Linked DNA regions of Sus scrofa: regions 1 and 2 are each linked to region 3. The links are chromatin contacts, called in public HiChIP or PLAC-seq maps. All regions are on one chromosome and are shown on one strand. The core of a region is the stretch at or near the end of the contact, and the rest is flanking DNA. Distances in the headings are between cores, read along the strand shown. Region 1 has its middle 230 kb from the start of UBE2E2. Region 2 has its middle 190 kb from the start of NKIRAS1. Region 3 overlaps UBE2E2 (UB2E2).

What was found. HiChIP or PLAC-seq counts read pairs in DNA pulled down with a chosen protein or histone mark.
Region 1: an H3K27ac HiChIP or PLAC-seq map of alveolar macrophages shows a contact between it and region 3. The contact joins two enhancer-like sites. A contact is called at or near these places in 1 of 47 Hi-C or Micro-C datasets (embryonic fibroblasts) and 1 of 2 datasets of contacts at active chromatin or transcription factors (alveolar macrophages).
Region 2: a contact with region 3 is called in an H3K27ac HiChIP or PLAC-seq map of alveolar macrophages. The contact joins two enhancer-like sites. A contact is called at or near these places in 1 of 47 Hi-C or Micro-C datasets (embryonic fibroblasts) and 1 of 2 datasets of contacts at active chromatin or transcription factors (alveolar macrophages).

What each region holds. Positions count from the first base shown.
Region 1 is chr13:9,767,010-9,771,994 of Sscrofa11.1, forward strand. No RefSeq gene overlaps it. Among named protein-coding and RNA genes, the nearest start is that of UBE2E2, 230 kb to the right of the region's middle. Within about 2 kb of position 3,027, at least 1 of the 83 cell types and tissues checked has an H3K27ac peak or open chromatin away from gene starts, as enhancers often do. A contact at or near this core is called in alveolar macrophages, where this site is marked.
Region 2 is chr13:10,520,954-10,525,371 of Sscrofa11.1, forward strand. No RefSeq gene overlaps it. Among named protein-coding and RNA genes, the nearest start is that of NKIRAS1, 190 kb to the right of the region's middle. Within about 2 kb of position 1,903, at least 3 of the 83 cell types and tissues checked have an H3K27ac peak or open chromatin away from gene starts, as enhancers often do. A contact at or near this core is called in alveolar macrophages, where this site is marked.
Region 3 is chr13:10,039,158-10,043,805 of Sscrofa11.1, forward strand. The region is part of intron 2 of UBE2E2 (UB2E2); the gene reads left to right. Among named protein-coding and RNA genes, the nearest start is that of UBE2E2, 37 kb to the left of the region's middle. Within about 2 kb of position 2,379, at least 1 of the 83 cell types and tissues checked has an H3K27ac peak or open chromatin away from gene starts, as enhancers often do. A contact at or near this core is called in alveolar macrophages, where this site is marked.

The sequences.
Region 1 (4,985 bases), core at 1,777-4,276, 270 kb before region 3:
GAGGACAAAACCCAGAGCTTAGCAAGAGGACCACTGCAGGTGTTTTATTTCTGTGGTGGTCCTTGGAGCCACCTAACAGGAGATAAGACCCACACCAGGCAAGTACAGGACCCATCCTGACCTGAAACCTGTTAACACATGAGATCCACAGTTTCTGAGATCCCTGCAAGATGCATGCCCAGATCTAAGAGTCACAGCTCTTAGGGGAGCCCAAAGCATAGCTTCCCTGTCAAGTATTTATATGTCCTTTAGACCTTTCCAGGCCAGACCCAATGTGCCAGTCAAAGGTCATTTTTAGCACAAGCAATCCTGCCTAGAAACATAGTTGACATTCTGTCATTGTCAAGATACCAGGGGAACTGAGCCAGAGAGTTCACCAAAGGTCAAATTCTCATTCAAAAAAGGGTAAGAGTTTTGTTAGCCATTTATCCACAAAGTGAACAGAGATAGGAAACACCCTCAGAAAATGTATAGAGCTTCCTAAAGAGAAATGTGGTACCCCATCGTTCAATAGCTATACTGGCAAAGGGGTTATGTGAAAAACAAAAGCAAGTATAACCAGTTCCCTCCTAGGAAAATAAGACCATTTCACGGATAGGACCAGGGTCCTCTAGGTGGGGCACCACATGTGGGCTCCTCCCCTGCTGAAATACAGGTAGAATTTTTGTCTCTAACCACTGGATATGTTTATTCAAAGAAAAAAGATAATCAGATATTTTACACCAATTTATAAGTCATTCTTGTAAAGGCTGAAGTGAGGCCCAGAGAAGGGTTGTTTTTTTTTCTGAAAAAGGTCACTAATTCTGGCATCTGTGCCAGTTGGAACAGATTGGCATAGTGAAGGTTGACCTCCACACATACAGTGCAATAGCCAGGAATCCCTTATAGTCTCCCTGCTGTGTGTGTGCATACACACACACACACACACACACACACACACATACATACACACACAGTGAGAAGAAACCTACCATTATCTCAACTTTCCCAGTCTAGCAAGAAACTAAGAACAGTGTATATTTAGCTTCCTTGGAAACTTAGTGGTATTAAAAGCTGTCATTTAGTTAACAAATTGTGGTAACCTGGTAGAAAATTTGAGTTTCCTAGCATATCATACATATCATCATATGAAGTACCGTCAGCAAAATAAACACCTTTTAGCATAAGCACCATAACCATCAAAAGCACAAGTACATCATTATCAAAAGCCATAAATATTAGCTATGTTGCTATAATTACCTTCAAATTCCATCATCATTGAACCCCCAATACCAGAACCACAAGGCCACTATTATCTAAAACCATAGTTAATATAACCCAGAGCCACAAAACTATCACTGTCTAATACTATAGAGTCACTGTCATCCAGAATTAGTGTGTCCAATTGCGTACAAATTAGCTATTATCCCAGTAATGCTGGGTAACAAACCAACTCAAAATTAAGTGACTTTAAAATCTTGAGTAAAAAAGAACAAAGCTGAAGATATTATACTCCCTGCTTTTAAATTACACTACAAAGCCGCAGTGATCAAAATGTGGTACTGCCACAAAAGGTAGACACACTAGGCCAATTTATTTTACCAGCATAAAAAGCCCAGAATTAAATTCCAACATATGGAATCAACTAATATTTGACAAAGAAGTCAAGAACATCCAACAGGGGAGGATAGTCTCTTCAACAAATGGAGCTAGGAAAACTGGAAAAACACACAGCACATAGACATCAGATCCATGTCTCACACCACTGACAAAAGCTAACTCAAAATGGATCATAAGACTCCTGGAAGAAAACATAGGGGAAAAGCTCCCTGATCTTGGTCTTGGCAATGACTTTGAGGGCATGAGGCCAAAAGCACAGATGACAAAAGCAGAAATCAACACACGGCACTACATCAAACTCAAAAGCTTCTGCATAGTAAAAGAAACAGTTAACAAGGTGAAACAGCAGCCTTCGGAATGGGAGAAGAATTTTGCAAACCATATACAGAATAAAGGGTTAATATTCAAAAATATATAAAGAACTCATACAACTTAACAAAAAAAAATTGATGTAGAAATGGACAGAACTAAATACACATTTCTCCAAAAAGGACATGAAGAAATTTGCTCAGGGAGGTGCAAATCTAAACCACAATGTCCTATCACCTCACTCTGGTCAGAATGGCGATCACGGGAGTTCCTGTCATGGCTCAGTGGTAACAAACCCAACTACTATCCATGAGGACTTGGGTTCGATCCCTGGCCTTGCATAGTGGGTTAAAGATCTGGCTTTGCTGTAAGCTGTGGTGTAGTCTGGCAGCTGTATCTCCAATTCAACCCTTAGTCTGGGAACTTCCACATGCCTCGAGTGTGACCCTAAAAAGACAAAAAAAGACAAAAAAATAATGGCAATCATCAAGAAGACAGACAAGTGTTGGCAAGGGTATGGTGGAAAGGGAATCCCTATACACTGTTGGTGGGGAAAAAATTAGCCCAATCGCTATGGAAAATATCATAGGGTTTTCTCAAAAAATTAAAAATAGATCCAGCAGTTCCATTTCTGGGTATATACCCAAAGGAAATGAAAACAGGATTTTGATGAGATATGTACACACTCAGGTTCATCGCAGCATTATCCACAATAGCCAAGATATGCAAACAACTCCCCTCCCCATCAGTCCATGAGTGGATAAAAAATGGGAAATATACACACAATGAAACACCATTCAACCATAAGAAAGGAGGATCCTGCCATTTGCAACAACATAAATAGACCTTAAGCAAATTGTGCTAAAAAAGATATGTCAGACAAAGAAAGACAAGTACCGTATGACATCACTTGTATTAGAACCTCAAAAAGCTAAACCTAAAAAAAGAAACAGAAAGTAAAATGGTGATTACCAGGGAATGGGGGATGGGGACATGAGAGGGATGGTGTTTCAGGGTACAAACTTGGAACAAGGAGAAAATAAGCCCTATAGATCTAATGCACAGTATAGTGAAGAGAGACAATAAGATCATCCTACAATGATGTAATCTGAGCAGTTCCTTGGTGGCACAGCAGGTTAAGGATCCAGCGTTGTCACTGCTGTGGCTTGGGTCATTGGTGGGCGTAGGTTTGATCCTTGGCCCAAGAACATCCACGTGACATGGGTGCAGACAAAAAAATGATGTAATGTGATAAATATTACTTCAGTGGCTATCATCTAGCAATATGTAAATGTACCAAAGTAACATGCCATACAACTTAAATGTACAAGATGTAACATGTCCAATTTATCAAAATTTTAAAATATTAAGTGGCTTTAAAGAGAAATGACTCATTATCGCTCATGATTCTACAGATCATCCAGGAGTTCTTTGATCTGGCCCAGGCCCGGCTGATTTTAGCCAGACTTGTTCACTGGCTGCAATTAATTGGTAGGTTAGCTAGAAGCTGGCTGGGCTGGGATGTCCTCAGCTGGGATGACTCAGCTGTGCTACAAATGATCTGTCACTTTCCTGCAGGCTTCCCAGGCTTGTTCACGTGGAAGGAAAAGGGATGCCAGCATGAGCAGAAATACCCATGGCCTCTGGAGGTCTAGGCTAAGAAGTGATATATTGTCCTTTTAGCGACTCTCTGCTGCCCAAAGAAAGCAGTAAGATGATCCCAGATTTGGGAGTTCCCGTCGTGGCACAGTGGTTAATGAGGTTGCGGGTTTGATCCCTGGCCTTACTGGTGGGTTAAGGATCCGTTGTTGCCGTGAGTTGTGGTGTGGATTGCAGACGCGGCTCGGATCCTGTGCTGCTGTGGCTCTGGCGTAGACCAGCGGCTACAGGTCCAATTCGACCCCTAGCCTGGGAACCTCCATATGCCGCAAGAGCAACCCAAGAAATGGCAAAAAGACCAAAAAAAAAAAAATGATCCCAGATTTGAAGAGGGGGCAATAGATTCCTTTTCCTTTTCCTTTTTTTTTTTTTTTTGGTTTTTAGGGCCACACTTGTGGCATATGTAGGTTCGCAGGCTAGGGGTCGAATAGGAGCTACAGCCAGTCTACACCACAGCCACAGAAATGCCAGATCTGAGCCTTGTCTGCGACTTACACCACAGCTCACAGCAACGCCGGATCCTTAACCCACTGAATGAGGCCAGGGATTGAACCTGCAACCTCACAGTTACTAGTCAGATTCGTTTTTGCTACACGACAAAGGGAACTCCTAGATTCCCTTTCTTGATGGCAGTTGTTGCAAAGTCCCATTGCCAGGGATATGTGTTCAAGGCTGCTGGAGAGTTAAGATGATTTTTGTAATCAATCAACCACAAAGACCTTGGAACGTAGTATTACCTATACTTGGAACTAAAAGTTACACTAACAGCTAAAGTCATTAGACTGATTAGTGCCACTGTCTTTTAGTTGTAAATATTTAACATCACAAGTATGTCACCATCACCTGTCACCCAGAAACAATACACACCTTAACATGTACATTTATCAACTCCCTAATCCTATGTATCACAATTTTATAGATCAAAGCACCAAAGTGAACGACTCCTCTCTCCTTGCTTCTTAGCAAACAAGTGATGCAAGCTTGGGTGTATCTGTTTCCCCATTAAGCTGGGACCAGTGAGAAGAAATCAAGATTCCTTTTCAATTGCTGTTTTTCCCATCTAGAAATACAAGAGCATTTTTATTTTATTTAAAAAATTTTTATGAATGCATATAGAAATTCCTGGGCCAGGGACTGTATCTGAGCCACACCTGGGACCTAAGCTGCATCTGCAGCAACAGTGGATCCTTTAACCTGCTGCATGGGACCGGGAATCTAATCTGTGCCTCTGCAGTGACTTCCACACGGCGGCATACGGAAGTTCCTAGGCTAGGGGTCAAATCAGAACTTGAGTCACTGCAGTCAGATTCTTAACCCACCATGCCATTCCATAGCAGGAACTCCTAAAAGAGTATTTTTAAATGCTATACCTTGACACAGGGATCCCTGAGAGTAATAAACAAAATATATGCAAGCAT
Region 2 (4,418 bases), core at 653-3,152, 480 kb after region 3:
TCACATATGTGTCTTTGATTTAGTTCACTTCATGTGATCCTCTCTAGGTCCATCCATATTGCTGTAAATGGCATTATTTCATTCTTTTTTATGGCTGAGTAATATTTCATTGTATATATGTACCACATCTTCTTCATCCATTCCTCTGTCAGTGGACATTTAGGTTGCTTCCGTGTCTTTGGCTATTACAAATAGCACTGTTATAAACATTGAGATGCATGTATGTTTTTGAATTATGGTTTTCTGCAGCTACATGCCCAAGAGTGGGTGGATCCCACATTTTTTTTTTCTTTTTGGCCACACCCATGGACATGTAGAAGCTCCCAGCCCAGGACTGAACTCATGCAACAGCAGTAACCCAAAGCACTGCAATGAAAATGCCATAGCCTACTGGGCCCAAGATTGGCATATTAAAATGCCACAAATTTAATAAGTGGTATTTTCACTTTCTTTTATTTCAAAATATTTGTAAATTTCTCTTGAGATTTCTTTTTTGATCCATGTGTTTTGTTTTTGTTTTTTGTTTGTTGTCCTTTTAGGCCACACCCGAGACATATGGAGGTTCCTAGGCTAGGGGGTCGAATCAGAGCTACAGCTGCTGGCTTACACCACAGCCACAGCAACACAAGATCTGAGCCACATCTGTGACCTACACCATAGTTCACAGCAGTGCAAGATCCCCAACCCACTGAGGGAGGCCAGGGCTCGAACCTGCAACCTCACGGTTCCTAGTTGGATTTGTTTCTGCTGCACCACAGCAGGAACTCCCCCATGTGTTTAGGTGTATTGTTCAATCTCCAAGTATTTCGGAATTTTCCAGCTATCTTTCTGTTATCAACCTCTAATTTAATTCCAGTGTGGTCTGAGAGCAGATATTGTATGACTCCCATTCCTTGAAATTTGTCAGGGTGTGTTTTTAGTCCAAAGTGTGGTCAATATTGGTGTATATTCCATGTGCGCTTGAGAAGAAAGTGTGTTCTGCTATGGTTAGGTGACGTAGTTTATCGATGTCAATATGGCCAGTTAATTGATGGCACTGCTGAGTTCAGATGTTTTAGATTTTTACAAGAATATATTCATGCATTGCCGGTATTATTTCTGTAAAGCATCAATGCAATAAAACAAAAACAATGAATGAGGTTTTTAAAAGCATAATGAGCCAGGGCAGAAGACATTTGCGGGGAGCAACTCTGTGGTCATTGCCACTCATTCTGCCAGTCTTGCCAACCCAGATGACACAACCCAAGACCCTGAGCTCACTGCACTGACCACAGTGGGTAACTGTCAATGAAAGAAGGAGAAGAGGGAAACCATGTCTTCTAGACCAATGAGGATTAGATTTAGCGACTGAAACAGAGACATAAAAAATAAGAATGGGAGTTCCCGTCGTGGCTCAGTGGTTAATGAATCCGACTAGGAACCACGAGGTTGCGGGTTCAATCCCTGGCCTTGCTCAGCAGGTTAAGGATCCAGTGGTGAGCTGTGTTGTAGGTTGCAGATGCGGCTCAGACCCCGCATTGCTGTGGCTCTGGCGTACGCCAGCAGCAACAGCTCCGATTCGACCCCTAGCCTGGGAACCTCCATATGCCGTGGGAGCAGCCCAAAAATGGCAAAAAGATCCCCCCCCCCAAAAAAAAAGAATGGCTTAAATATGCCAGAAGCCTATTTCTTCCTTCCACAAAGGAAGTCCAGGGGCATGCATCCATGCATGGTGGGTTCTAGACTCCATCTATATTCTTGCAGCTCCCTCCTAGAGGCTGGCTTCCATCTTCAAGGCCGCTGCAACAGGCTGCTAGATTGCAAGCCCAAAGAAGAGAAGTAAAAATAGAAAGAGGCTCCACCCTGCCTAGTCAGCTTCCTTTAGATAGCCTTCTGGGAAGTGCCACAGAATTCATCACATTGGCCAGAAGCAAATCACACGGACACGTCTAGCAACAGGAGAGGCTGGGAGATCAGTCACGACATGTGCCCAGTTAAAAACAGGGGCCAATAAAGAGAAAGTAAGACGTAGCTGAGAAGGATTCCTGGGGGTGGCAACTAGCCATCTTTGTATTTGACAAGACGTGAAGGTCATGACCGGCCTTGGACAACATCTGGGCCAACGTTGTTCTGGGCTCTCATGAGAATTCCTGCTTCATCTAGGCTTTTCTTGACTGGGGGACAATCCTAAGGACGGAAGCAGCCCGGTCCTGGCAAGTGTGCTTATTGGTCCAGAGGACTCAGGCCTAAAATCAACAAAAGATGCACAAAGATTCACTGAGCATGTTCCCTGCAGCCCACACGGAGGCCGTAACAATCCGGGTGGAGGCCAGGGTGGGGCAAGGGGGTGGGGAACACCCATCCCTGAGGCTTGTAAACCCGGATGGCAGCTTGGAACAGTGCTTCTCCAAAGCCATTTTTTTTCCCACTCCCAAGTACATGCTCCTATTATGATGACCACACGAGTTCAATACCCAACCCAGTCCATTCCTCGCTCCAGAAGACTGGTCCTCTGATCACACACCTGGATGTCACAATGTCAGCTTCCTATATGAGGTCTACCTGTTTATTCTCAGCTTGGGAGGTGGGGGGAGAGGGCAGTGTGTGGTGACAACATCTGGCACAGCCAAACCCATCAAGACAAACTCCTTACACTTTTCTAATTTTTCTTTTCTTTCTTTTTTTTTTTTTTTTTTTGCCTTTTTTCCTTTTCTAGGGCTGCTTCCGATGGCATATGGAGGTTCCCGGGCTAGGGGTCAAATCAGAGCTGTAGCCACTGGCCTACACCAGAGCCACAGCAACGCCAGATCCGAGCCGCATCTGCACCTACACAACTCACGGCAACGCTGGATCCTTAACCCACTGAGCAAGGCCAGGGATTGAACCCACAACCTCATGATTCCTAGTCGGATTCATTAACCACTGTGCCACGAAGGGAACTCCTCTAACTTTTCATTTCAAATGATATTTGAAACATGCGGGGGCAGGATAGGATCTGAAATAGTTTGTGATGCGGATATGTTCTTACTATAAAGATATTTGTGTCACATCGTGATATAAGAAAAATAAAATACATGAATACATCACACATAAATGCATCATTAATAGATCAAATAACAATGTGACTGTGGAAAGGGAACCCTCCTGCACTGCTGGTGGGAATATAAACTGGTACAGCCACTATGGAGAACAGTTTGGAGATACCTTAGAAATCTATACATAGAACTTCCATATGACCCTGCAATCCCACTCTTGGGCATCTATCCGGACAAAGCTCTACTTAAAAGAGACACATGCACCCGCATGTTCATTGCAGCCCTATTCACAATAGCCAGGACATGGAAACAATCCAAATGTCCATCGACAGATGATTGGATCCGGAAGATGTGGTATATATACACAATGGAATACTACTCAGCCATAAAAAAAGGATGACATAATGCCATTTGCAGCAACATGGATGGAACTAGAGACTCTCATACTGAGTGAAATGAGCCAGAAAGACAAAGACAAATACCATATGATATCACTTATAACTGGAATCTAATATCCAGCACAAATGAACATCTCCTCAGAAAAGAAAATCATGGACTTGGAGAAGAGACTTGTGGCTGCCTGATGGGAGGGGGAGGGAGTGGGAGGGATCGGGAGCTTGGGCTTATCAGACACAACCTAGAAGAGATTACAGAGATCTGCTGATGCATTGAGATATGTCAGATACTCATGTCGACAGAAGAAGGGTGGAAAACTGTAACTGCATGTATACATCTAAGATATGACCTGCTGTACATGGAAATAAAAAAAAAAAAAAAAAGATATTTGGCAGAGTTCCTTGACCAGGAAGGCACTACTCATTGACTGATAAGATATCACAAGTTTAAAATATTTTCACTGAGATGTAATTGACATGGACCAAAATGCGCAGCCTTCACATGTATATTTTGATGGGTTTGGGGGTTTTTGTTTTACAGCCATACTTGCAGCATGTGAAAGTTCCTAGGCTAGGGGTAGAACAGGAGCTACAGCTGCTGGCCTACGCCACAGCCACCACAACACCAGATCCAAGCTGCATCTGCAAACTACACTGAAACTTGCAGCAATGCCAGATCCTTAACCCACTGAGCGAGGCCAGGGATCGAATCTGCATCCTCACAAAGACAATATCGGGTCCTTAACTCACTGAGCCACAACAGGAACTTCTATTTTGATGAGTTTTACTTACTAAGTACCTGCACTGGAATAACCAGCCACCTTCTTGATCAAGATATAGACCACATGGGAGCTCCTGTTGTGGCGCAGCGGAAACGAAGCCGACTTGGAACCATGAGGTTGTGGGTTCAATCCCTGGCCTTGCTCACTGGGTTAAGGATCCAGCATTGCCACGACCTGTGTTGTAGGTCACAGACACAGCTCGAATCTGGGGTTGTTGTGGCTATGGT
Region 3 (4,648 bases), core at 1,129-3,628:
TAAAATGGCTTCTATATTAATGTAAAGTTTTAAAAATATATATCCTTAAAGAATTGTATAATAGCTGATAAGTTATGTATGTCAGACCCTGTCCAACCCTGTTTAATGTTAACAAATCTATGTAGGTCAGTAGACCCTGGACTAGGAGATATATATATATATTTAATTCTCACCAACTCTATTAAGAGTGAAGACGTTATTATAGCCTTGTAGATGAGAAGCTGCAGTATAGTCACACAGCTGGAGTTCCCGTCGTGGCTCAGTGGTTAACGAATCCAACTAGGAACCATGAGGTTGCAGGTTCCATCCCTGGCCTTGCTGGTGGGTTAAGGTTCCGGCATTGCCATGCATGAGCTGTAGTGTAGGTCACAGACACAGCTCAGATCCTGCGTTGCTATAGCTCTGGAGTAGGCTGGCGGCTATAGCTTGGATTAGACCTGTAGCCTGGGCACCTCCATATGCTGCAAGTGTGGCCCTAGAAAAGGCAAAAAGACAAAAGAAAAAAAAAAGAAAAAAGAAAAGAAAAAAAAGGAAAGTCACACAGCTATTAAGTAGATGAGCCAGGATTTAAATGCAGACTGGCTCTGTTTCCTATACTCTTAGCATATCTTCTGTGCTGATTCTTGATTCTCTATTACATTACTGTGTCATATGTAAAGGTTCCAAATGCCCACTCCAATATATGGAAAGTGACTGCTTTGAGGATTCTGAGATTAGGTCTGTACTCAGTGAAAATTTTCTCATTTTATATTTTGGGCTGTTTTGAGCATGAGCTTGGAGAGCGGTGGTATAACATCTTTCTCACCTTGTAATCAAACTAGATTATCAGAAAGCTAGTTAGTCTTATATTTTAGTATTATTCCCTCATATTTCACTGGTCTTTATAAGATGCAGTTATATGGTAAATATTTCTGCATCTCCTATGAAACTGTCTCTTACAGTGTTCAGTATTACTTTTATAAGAATTCGCATGCCATATTCTTCAAAGATTTGTTTCAGAGCAAAGTTTTCTTACGATCTGGCAAGCTTCCTTCTATCAGCCATTGAGAATTATTTCGTCCATTGTGTTTTCTCTTTGCTTCAGCTGCAAGGAAGCTTGGAGTTGTATTTCATTTTCATTACAGTAATTTTATTAGCCTAGGCTTTTGATATGGATAATTTCTTCTCTAGTTCTCTGTGGCAGGAGTTTTAAATCCATCTTCTGTGTCTCAGCTTTAGGAGTTCATGAACCCCTCTCAAATGATAGGTAAAATTGTTTGTGTGCATGTGGGAATCTAAGGGAGTGTCCTCAGCTTTTATCAAAATTTCGGTGACCACAACCCTCGCCCAAGAGATAAAGAACCATTCTCCTCTGGGTTAGCTGTTCATTTTATATTTTAATGGTCTAATTGTTAGTCTTATGGTCTAATAGTCTAAAAGTCTCTTGTTATTTCTGTTTATGAGCTTTTTGGTGATAAGTAGGCTATAAGTCATACCTTCACATTCAAGTTGTTAGTCTATTTCTCAATTTTGTCAGAAAGTTATAAAGCACTTCTCTTTAATTTTAAAAACACAGTCTTGGAAACTTGAAGAATAGTTGATGTCTTCATGCAAACTGTATACTTAATATGTTTATTTTTTTATTAAAGGAGTGTTTCTTAAATTTATTACCTTAAATAGTAATAGTAAATTATTTGTAAAACAGTTAATTATTAACTTATATTTTGAATTAACATATTTACGCCATAAAATCTATATGTGTAAATGATATTCCTACATCTTCCTATCTTCTTCCTTTGTTCTGTGGGTAAACAGAAAAGATTAGATTCTAATCATCTCTCTGGATTACTTCTGCATTAGAGAAACAACTCTCAAAATCATAGGATAGGGTTACCAGCAGTTTGCCATACTCATATATTTACAGGTAAAAGTTACAACCATTAGAGGTAAATAAAGCCTATGCTGCTAACCTCACTACTTAGATTCATTTCCTTAGCTGTCGTTTTAAGTGTTTTTATAGGTTTTCAAATGCAGATTATATTATGCTACATAAATGTGTTATAATGGGGGGGCATGTATTATGTTTTTATTGTAACAAGTTTTTAGGTCTAATTGACTGTTTATTTGCAACAAAGTAAAATCACAATTACTCAAGTTGGAAAAGAAAAATAAAGCTATCTGCTTTTCACTAGCAATATCTTGGTTGTTTAAATCTATAAGTTGTATATAAATATTTTTCTGTTGAGCTGATGACTGACAAAAAAACTTCCAAGGTGTCATTATAATAAAAATGGTTGTATCTGTGAATTATTATATAGCAGTGTGAATTATGCGTGGATTGTAATAAATTACTCAATAGTTTTTAATGCCACAGTTATAGAACCCTGTGAGTAATAGAGATCTGAGGACTTATGACTTAGGAAAATGAATCACACACTCTTATCCAGCTTGGTACCCTGCAGGCTGTGTATATAAAAAAAGAATTTGTGTGACTTAACCATAGACGTTGAAATTTGGTGTGCCAACAAAAACAGATTTTCTTAAACAATGTGACTTATGGTCCCATAATAGAAAGAACAGACTAAATCTGTGGCATTGTCTTGTCCTTCATTATAAAGTGTGTTTACTTTTGTATTCATGGTGGTTTAATAGCCTGTAAAGAGACTAGTAAGATTGTAATAATGGGTAGTATTTTCTACATTTTATCTTTTAGTAAGGAGTATATGAGAAACATTTATTGAATGTAAATGGTACTGAAATAGGTTTTGTGGGATCATGCAGAGATGGCTTACTTCTTACCCATGGGCGGAGAGTTAAATATAAAAGAGAAGTAAAACTAAGAGAAAGATACCACTCCAACTGAAAGCATGCTGGCTATGCCTCAGTAGCAGTGGAAATGTTCATAACCTTTAGTTCACTAATTTAACATACGGGCCTCTAGCATATGGAAAATAATTAAAAATAAAGACTATTACATGCAACAGTGAAAATGTGAAGGTAAACAGTGTTATGTGGAGAGAAATGCCTGAAGTTAATTCTTTGGATGGTTATATATCCAGTAAAAACAAATAGGCAAACTATTTGGGAATATGAAAAGATGTATATAAAAAGGAGTAGGCCATATTATATGTCATTTGTGATTATAAGTGTATAAAATTAGAAATATTTTTAAAATTTGAAAGGAAAAGAAAAATTTAGTTGATAATCCTGGTGCTAGAGTCATGCATGAAGTTATCTTCTTTCCTCTCTTCTGGCCTCTTTTTGGAGTAGTAGTATACTAGTCTTAAAATTTAAATGTAGGTTTATATTTTCAAGAAGATCTAGTTCTTGTTCTCAAGGAACTGCTAGTCTAGTGGGATAGAATTACCGTAAAAGGAAATATGTTACTGCCTTGAGAGAGACAACATAAATGCTCTGGGAAGACTCTTGAAATTCAGTTTTCTACATACTGTGTTCTTATAAATTCAGGTGAACCTTAAAATTTAATATTTCTTCATGAAATAAATAAACTAGATTTTTAGAGGTACTAAAACTGTTAATGAGATGCTATTTCTTTTATTCACATTTTGATTGTAGAACCAATCATTTATATTCTACACTCTTATGCTACAGAATAGTCAGCTAGGTATTTACTTAAATAAACTTGAGCAATGCTTATACAACTCCTGGCATATATCTGAGGGTGGGAGTGAATGAAGAAGACCTTGGTCCCAGCTCCAGGTCTTTAGTTGAGGAGAATGTCTTTGCATCTGATTAGACCCTGCTACTTCATTAATACCTGCACCAGTGTTCAAGGAGGAATGACTTGAAGTCATGGGGGAGAGGAATTTTGACTGAGGGATGCAGGAAAGACTTTACAGAGGTTGTGACAGGCCTTGAAGGATGGTAAAAGGTCATGAAATAAGCAGTGATGATTTTCATTAGGGGCTTTAAAAGCACACAGGATCCATGAAGTAGATATAGGACAGGTATTGGGAATAGCATGCGTGAAGTCACAGAGATAGGAATCCTGGGTTTAGGGAACATCTGGGTTGCTGTGTGTTTCTGGTGATGTAAGTAATAGGTGTTTGTGTGTCAGGGAGAGGAGACTTGGTAGTCAGTGTTTAGGAAGCTGGTCCCTGCTAGTATGTGCAAGTGACTGGGTAGATAGAGGTGAAAAAGTTTTTTTTTTTTTCTAGAAACATGTCATCTAGTATGTGGACCAAGAATTAACTAAAATCCAATATATTGGCTTAAATTTGTATGTTAAAGGTTTTTTTTTTTTTTTTTTTTTTTTTTTTTCCTTACTAAAATTCTTACAAAACTGATCCAAACATTGTGTTTTTTAAAGGAACCCATAGGAAATGGGATGATATGGGGTAGGGATTTGATCCTGTCTGGGAGGGAGGTGGGAGAGGGGTGACAAGGAGGACTTGTAGGAGGCTCTGTTTTCCTGGGCTTTGAAGGAGAAGTAGCAATCAGGGAAGACAGCAGTAGGGAGAGATCAGTCTGGAAAGGTGTAGTCAGATTATTCTCAAGGTGGTTATACAGACTTAAAGGGATTTAGGGACTCATTTTCTTTAAGGCATTTTTTTCTTGAGCCTCATGATATGTCAGTAAACCGTGTTTAAAAGAAATTTGGTAACGAGAAGGATAAGCTGGTGCTGCCTAGGTGGTTTATGATTTCGCA